Regions from separate parts of the Macaca mulatta genome. Here region 2 is linked to region 1. A link is a contact called in public Hi-C data. All regions are on one chromosome and are shown on one strand. Each heading gives the region's core, a stretch centred on a gene start, on an enhancer-like site or on the middle of the called end of the contact. The rest is flanking DNA. Distances are from core to core; before and after follow the strand shown.

Region 1 (3,779 bases), core at 540-3,039:
CTTTCCAAAGGAGGCAGATCAGATATGCATCTATCTCAGGGAGCCAAGGAGTGACTTTGAATAGAATGGGGGCGGGTTTGCCCTGAGCAGTTCCCAGCCTGACTTTTTCCCCAAGTGATTTTTGGGGCCCAAGATATTTTCCTTTCCCAGGGGGAAGGGAGTTAGGGCCAGCTCCAGCATCCTCGGTCAGGAGGTCGCTTCTGTTCTCAGAGCTCCCGTCCTTAGAACCGCCCACACCCCCATGAACTCAGGGCCCACCCTGGGGCAGAAGCTGTGTTGTCCTTGCTTGCACCTCCACCCGTCACTAGGTGAGTGGCACTGGAGACACTCAGCCCTAAGTGTGGGTGTGGTCTCCCCGGGGCCTCAGCATCGTGCAGGTCACCTCCAGGTCAGCCCGGAGACTCCAGGGCACCAGTGTCATCTCTGCTCTGCTGCGGGGTCACCTCTGGTTCAGCCCGGGGACTCAGGACACCAGTGTAGCCTCTGCTCTGCTGCTGTAACTGCCAGCTTCAGCTGCAGGAGGAGGAGGAGTTGGGACATCGGGAAAGAGGCATGGAGCTCCTTTGTAGAGAAGCTCAGAGGTTTCCAGAATGCCAAGCAGGCCTCCTGCCTCAGAGCACACCCTGCAGTTGGAATAGCAAAGCTTTGGCTTTCTGAACCCCAGCCCCAGTGGGCGCTCTGCCTTGGGGAGCAGCAGACTCCAGGCTTCAGGGTGAGAATTCTGTTCTCTCTTTGCATTATAAATGTGAATCTAACAATTATAGCTGATTAGCATGCAAAAGTCAAACAACATTTGGCAGAGCCTCCTTTCACCTCTAATGGTTCCCGTCTGAGCTGCCCAAATGGTTGCCTGGCACCTGATTTCAGTGGGCCCAAGGGGTTTGCTCTGCCCCACGGCTGCAGGGGGGAGATGGGGGAGGCCTGTGAGGGAGGCAGCAGCTGGAGCCCAGAGGACTCCAGGCCTGTGGTTCCTTCTGTCCCAGGCCCCAGGTTTGCCTTTTCCCCAGGTTTCAGAGTCTTCCTGCACTTGTTGAGTGATGCCCAGGATATTCTGCTGTGAAAGGGAGAAGCCAGGAGGGCGGCACTGCTCTGTCTTGGCAGGAACTGGAGGGCCCGTCTGATTGATTTTTGTGTGGCTGTTGTAGTTGTAGCTTTGATGGTTGTGCTTAGTTTATGGTCAGCAAGGTCACTCGGTGTACTGTCACCCAGGATGTGAGAGCACCAATGCACCCCGATCTAGCCCCTCTGTCAGGCCCCACTGCCCTGACAACTCCCTGATGTGGATGCCACAATGAGGGACATGTGGCCACAGCAAACGGAAAATGGGCTCTGGGATCCCTGTGGCAACTTGATCGCTTTTTGTGGCTGACAGCTGGGGTGTGTTCTCAGGGATGGTCTGCGGTTCCAAGCCGGACTCTCTCCCCATAGCTCACAGCAGCATATGCACGGACTCTCCCCATAGCTCACAGCAGCATGTGCGCGGACTCTCCCCATAGCTCACAGCAGCATGTGCGCGGACTCTCCCCATAGCTCACAGCAGCATGTGCGCGGACTCTCCCCATAGCTCACAGCAGCATGTGCGCGGACTCTCTCCCCATAGCTCACAGCAGCATGTGCGCGGACTCTCTCCCCATAGCTCACAGCAGCATGTGCGCAGACTCGCTCCCCATAGCTCACAGCCTCAGAGCAGACCCGGTCCTGAAACAGCTACAAACGCCCCGAGGACCATCCACTCTAGGACGGGGCAGAGGGGGTCAGTCCAAAGTTTTACAAGCCCTGAAACAACCACCAGCCCCTTAGGGCACCCACAGTGTGTGGAGAGGGAGAGGGGAAGGGAGAGGAGCTCTACCCCGGAGACCAGGATCTTCTCTTCAACCGAGCTCTGTCCCCTTCCACCCAGAACCCTCCCAGCCTCTCAGAGGGGCCTTGAGTGGTGGGGGAGGGGAGCCAGCAGGAGCAGTTTCACGCAGGGCTTCTGCTGGGGGGAGCCTCAGAGGAGGGGTCCCCCAGAGGCCACATCCCTGGGGGTAACCGGAGGACACCTGCCCGTGGGGTGTGGGCGAGACCCCAAGGCCTCCAGGCATGCATGAGTTAGAAGGAGTGGGTGTCTGGGCTCCGTGGACCTGTTCAGGCTTTCTCCTCCTGGGGGTCACTTCCATCAGGGTGGGGAGCGGGCTCTGTCTGACACGAGGCTCAGCACAACTCAGGCACCTGTTCTTGGAAACCCTCCAGGGGCACGTGAGCTTGACGTCCAGGAATGAGCTCCCCCGGGGGTGAAAGCCATTTCCCACCCACCCTCACCTCCCACCCAGTGCTGCCCTTGAGAAGCCTCTGCCTGGGGTCGGGGGTGAGCAGGCAGGGCCTGCACTTGCAATTTGCAGACATTGCCCCCATCCCAGGGCTACATCAGACTGGGGAAGATGAGGTGACCATCTGCTCCCCTGAGAGCCTTGGCGATTTCTGTTAGAGATTTGCAGAATCTCCCTGAAATTTCCTTAAAATGTTATTTGCCCCAACTTTACTGAACTCTCATTAGAGTAATCAATCCATACGCTTTGCATAAACATTTGATCTTAATAAGAAATAAGAATGTTGGAACTAGGACTGTTTTGACTATTTCTTAACATCTAAGTTTAACTAACTTAAATAATTCAGTAGGTGGCCATAGAAAACCTGGAGACATTTCTACCTAAGGACAACACATTCAAAGACTTATGGGTTATTTATTCCTTTAATTTCCCCTCAAATACAGCCATACAAGCATCCATATTATGTGGTTTCAATGAATATTTATTTCTCAAATGAGCTATGCGGCTGTTCGGATTTTCTAATGAAAGGCGGGGAGGAGGGAGGCTGGCCTTTTGTAGGCTCTATCGGCCGCGACAGTCCCAGATGCTCCCAGAGTCCCCAGCACAGGAGGCCCTGACCCATCAGGGTCTGCACGGGGCTCCAGAGAAAGGAGCGTCTGCCCTCCACCTCACGCGGAGCAGAAGCCAGTGAGAGTAGCAAAGGCGCTCCCACCCCCTGCTGGGGTGCGCTGCACTTCACAGTCTGCAGGGGCCACACTGTGTCTAGCAGGGCTGGGGTGCAAGGAGTTGGCTGTCAGTCTCCTCCAGCCTCCCGTGCCTCAGCTACCTGGAAAATGGACACAGGTGTCACGGGGTGGTTCCTGCCCTATAGGAGGAGCCCACACGTCATTACCTGTGGTCTCAGCATAAGGGACACAGACTCTGGGCTTAAATCTGGAGGCCATATGGGGACAGTGCCATCCCCTCAACCAGCATCACCACGATGGGATTTTGGAGAGGGGCTGGGGGTTATGCACCTCTGATTTTATTATTGCCCTCTTTCTCCATCTCCCAGCTTCCAGCTCCCTCCTCTTAAGATCATGGAGTCTCTATTTCCTTCCACATCTGCACCTCATTCCTTATGTATGTGAGATCCTCCGAAGGCAGAGCTATAGAGCAGGAAATCGGTTTTGCAACAGACCTTCCGCCATGAATTTTCAAGGTTCTGAAGGCAGAGCTATGGAGCAGGAAATCCGTTTTGGAGTTGACCTTCCACCATGAATTTTCAGGGTGACCTGCATGGAATGTCCATTGGTAGAAATGGAGATTTCCTTTCCTGCGAGGAGATGTTTCCCTGCTCAATCTGGGTGCTGAATCCCAGCCAGGCTCTCTCCAGGGGCAGGCAGGGGACACGCCAGGTGTCAGCAGTGTTTCCATGGCACCTGTTTCCTTCTGAGGCCTGGGGCAGTAGGACCACGGGAGGGGTCTAGG
Region 2 (3,779 bases), core at 680-3,179, 380 kb after region 1:
GGTGTGTAGCTGTGTGCAGGTGCGTGCAGATGTGTGTTTTAGTGTGTGCGTGTGTGCACACGTGCATTTTGTTTAAACTCAGGGGGAACCTGTGGTGAGAGGCGTCCCCACAGCAGGCTGCTCCCCACTGAGCTTACTCCGGACGCCCTAGACCTCTCGCTGGGGGAGGGGGGCTCAGGGCCTCGGGGGCAAAGGCCCAGGTCACATCAGGGTCACAGCACCAATGCCCAGGGCTGGGTGGACGTGGCTGCCAGTCCAGCTGAGCTGGTGGGAGCTGGGTCACTGGGGAGCAGCCCCCAGCCTTGACTCTGACAGCCGACTGTGGCCGGGTGCGCCTGGAGCTGCCAGGACTTCCGGTTCTCCAGGAGGAGGTGGAAATCCAGGTTTTACCTGGAACATCCCGACTTTGATCTACTGGCAACAGACTCAGAATTTCACAGGACGACATATGGACCACATGGAGCGTCCCAGGTTGGGTGGAGCCCCCGCCCCACTGGCTTTCTCAGGACTAATGGTGGCAGCAGCTCACAGCCCTGAGGCAGGAGCCATCCATGCTCAGGGTTTTAAGCGCTTTTTCTCATTTTGTGCTCCCTGGGAACTGCAATTTAGAGGTGATGGAAACCAACAGAATGGCTGACCTTGGGGGATTGGCCCAAGGTCACCCGGGCTCAGGAGCGGGGCCGGGATGGACTCTCCTGGACTCTGTGCTGCAGCTCCCCCAGCCCCTGCACTTCACTGGCTCCCTGCCTATTAAATCATAATGCTAATAATTAGTAGCGTAGTCATCATCGTTACCAGATGCCACTGCTTCCGGCTGGAAGGTCTGAGGCTGTGCAGGGAGGAGGGAGAGGCCCCTGTCTTCCTCCCTTCCCCACCCGCCTCCCCTGGAGAGCAGGGAACGGAACAAAGCGTCCCTGGGACCGGCTTGCACCTGCTCAGAAGCTGGGGATGAGCTTAAAGCTTTCCTTGAGGAGCTTGAACCCGAGCTTGTCCTGCCGCGGTCAGCATGGGGACCCTGCTGTCCACACCTCTGGGCACCCGTCCACGCAGGCATCTTTCTCTCTGTTCCAGGGGGGCCGACACCCCGGGCCTCTCCTCTGGGGTCTCTCGCCACCTGGAGGAGAGGTGGGCTCGCCGCGAGCTCCCATCAGCTGCTGCTTTTGCTGGGCTGCCTGTGCCTTCCCTTTGAGGTTACAATTCACATTCATGGTGTCTGTGCACATTCCTGGTTCCAACGTCTTCTGCAGAAACTCCTCACCCTGTAGTCTCCCTGCCTTGCTATGCTGTGTTAGTGATCACCCACAACGACGGTGACAGGTTGCATTAAAGTCATGAAGAGCAGAGCCCCTTGTGAGTGGTCCAGGATGCTCCACTTGGCCGGTGGATGGAGCAGCCACAGTGCAGGACTTCCGGGGACAGCTGTCTCTTCTCTCAAGGTCCTGGCTCAGTCTGGCTGCTGGATGCCCCATTTTCCCATGTGTGTCCCCGAGGGGCCTCTTCCAGGACTGTCCCAGATGAGAAGGCCTCCTGGGCCCCTCCTCCCTACTCCCCAGGGCAACTGTGAGCTCCGTGGAGCCCAGGACAGCCCCACAGGTTTCCCCGCAGAGAACTGGGCAGAGGCTGACCTCCTCAGGCACCCTGGGCCCCTGACCATTTGACGCTGCTCACTGTTCTCCAGACACTCATCCGACCTGAAGTCACGGGTGCTGGTGCCATGGCGACTGGTGCATAGCAACCCACACATTCTCCACGCCAGGGCAGGTGGCTTTATTGCTCTTAGGCTGGGTTAGTGACGGCAGCACCCGGGACAGTCACTGTCGAAGCCTCCTGGAACACAGGGCCTGACCGTCTAGGAGCGGCCATGAGAGGACAGCCCCGAGCTCTGTAGAGAGGACATGAGGTCACACGTGGGGACACGATGGCACCCACACTCCGAGCTCTGTACAGAGGACATGAGGTCACAGGTGGAGACACGATGGCACCAGTGTCCCAGCTCTGCGCAGAGGACATGAGGTCACACGTGGGGACACGATGGCACCAGTGTCCCAGCTCTGCGCAGAGGACATGAGGTCACACGTGGGGACACGATGGCACCAGTGTCCCAGCTCTGCGCAGAGGACATGAGGTCACACGTGGGGACACGATGGCACCAGTGTCCCAGCTCTGCGCAGAGGACATCAGGTCACACGTGGGGACACGATGGCACCAGTGTCCCAGCTCTAAGCAGAGGACATCAGGTCACACGTGGGGACACGATGGCACCAGTGTCCCGAGCTCTGCACAGAGGACATGAGGTCACAGGTGGGGACACGATGGCACCAGTGTCCCGAGCTCTGTGCAGAGGACGTGAGGTCACATGTGGAGACATGATGGCACCCACACCCTGAGCTCCTAACAGAGGACACGCATCACACATGGGGATATAATGCCACACATGCCCCATCTGTGATCACTGTCACCTCCCCGGAATGGCCTCACTGAGGACAACAGAGTGGCCTGGGAGGAACATACAGTCACGTCTGCACAGCCCGTGTGACTGGCGGCCGGCACGTGGGGTGGGTCAGGTGAGAGTCACCCTGGGACCCAAACCCCACAGGCCCCCCAGACCCAATCCCCGATCACATAGAACAAGCCAGTAAGCATGTGTCCTGGATGAGCCAACCGCGCTCTCCCCACTTGGGATGTGGCTGCCCCGCAGGGGTGGGTCCCAGAGGCTGACTTGGGTTGACCAGATGGACTCTGGAGCAGGGCATCAGCTCCACTCTGAATGGAGTTCAGGGTTTGGTTGGAAGAAGCTGGAGCCAAGAGATGACACTGGGAAAGGGGCTCCTGGGAGGGGCCGACGAGAGGGAGAGAAGTGGGAGGACACGTATTGCTGGGGTCCAGGAGCAGGCTCCTCACGGGACGTGGGCAGCCAGCTGGGTCAGGAGCAGGAGGTGGGGCGGCAGCTGAGGGGCGTCTGCTGTGGATGACAGGGGCCAAGGGAAGAAGGAGGGAAACGTGGAGGGAAGCAGAGGTCAGTGTTGAACCCTGAGCAGGAGGTAGAGGCCAGGGAGGGTCAGAAGAGGTGGGTCTTATGGGAGGAAAACGGAAAGGGGAGGGGGAGGTGCGGGATCTGGACTGTGGGACGTGGGCTGAGGGGCGGGAGCGTAGGGAGGGGATGCAGGGGTGCCTGACCTGGAGCTCTGTCCCTCCAGCTGGCCGGGCAACAGGGCTCCAGAACCCACCTCCTGCGAGTGTCTCCGGACGGCTTTGCAGCAGCGGGAGAGATTTAGGATCGGGGAAAAGGGAAGATTCACGGTGGGGCTTCAAAACAATCAGCAGAAACGTCCCGGGTGGGGTGAACAGCAGCTCCCAACCTCACGTCGTTGTATTATATTAGCACTGCCCATCGTGATCGAGAGCTGGGATGTGTCCGCGCCATCTTCACAGGACGGCCTCGTTCACCTTTCGAGGAAATCATGTCAATACGACAGTCATCTGCATTTTACAGGTGCGTAAACTGAGGCCAGAGCCGCACGGCTGTGGTGTGGAATCCAGCCGCAGGCCTGCCTGACCTGGAGCTGAGCTCTTGCCTCTGACGGCTCACCTGGGCTCAGTCCCCGAGACACGGGTCACGTGGCACCTGCCAGGGCTTCTGGGTTGAGATGGTTGCAGTGGACACCAGGTCAGGGAGTCCTGCCCGCCTCTCCCGGGAAGCTCCAGCGCCCCCGTTCCCGAATCCCAGCCTGCAGGGCTTCCCTTCCAGACGCAGGCGCCAGCGTTCGCGAAGCTGGGAG

The links. Hi-C and Micro-C count contacts between places; a contact is called where the count stands out from the background.
Region 2: a Hi-C map of sperm shows a contact between it and region 1, with 14 times the contacts expected there. The contact joins two enhancer-like sites. A contact is called at or near these places in 4 of 14 Hi-C or Micro-C datasets (blood, fetal cortex germinal zone, fibroblasts and 1 more).

Annotation. Positions count from the first base shown.
Region 1 is chr11:138,661,067-138,664,845 of T2T-MMU8v2.0, forward strand. No RefSeq gene overlaps it. Among named protein-coding and RNA genes, the nearest start is that of ADGRD1, 320 kb to the left of the region's middle. Within about 2 kb of position 1,790, at least 4 of the 40 cell types and tissues checked have an H3K27ac peak or open chromatin away from gene starts, as enhancers often do.
Region 2 is chr11:139,038,077-139,041,855 of T2T-MMU8v2.0, forward strand. No RefSeq gene overlaps it. Among named protein-coding and RNA genes, the nearest start is that of SFSWAP, 29 kb to the right of the region's middle. Within about 2 kb of position 1,930, at least 2 of the 40 cell types and tissues checked have an H3K27ac peak or open chromatin away from gene starts, as enhancers often do.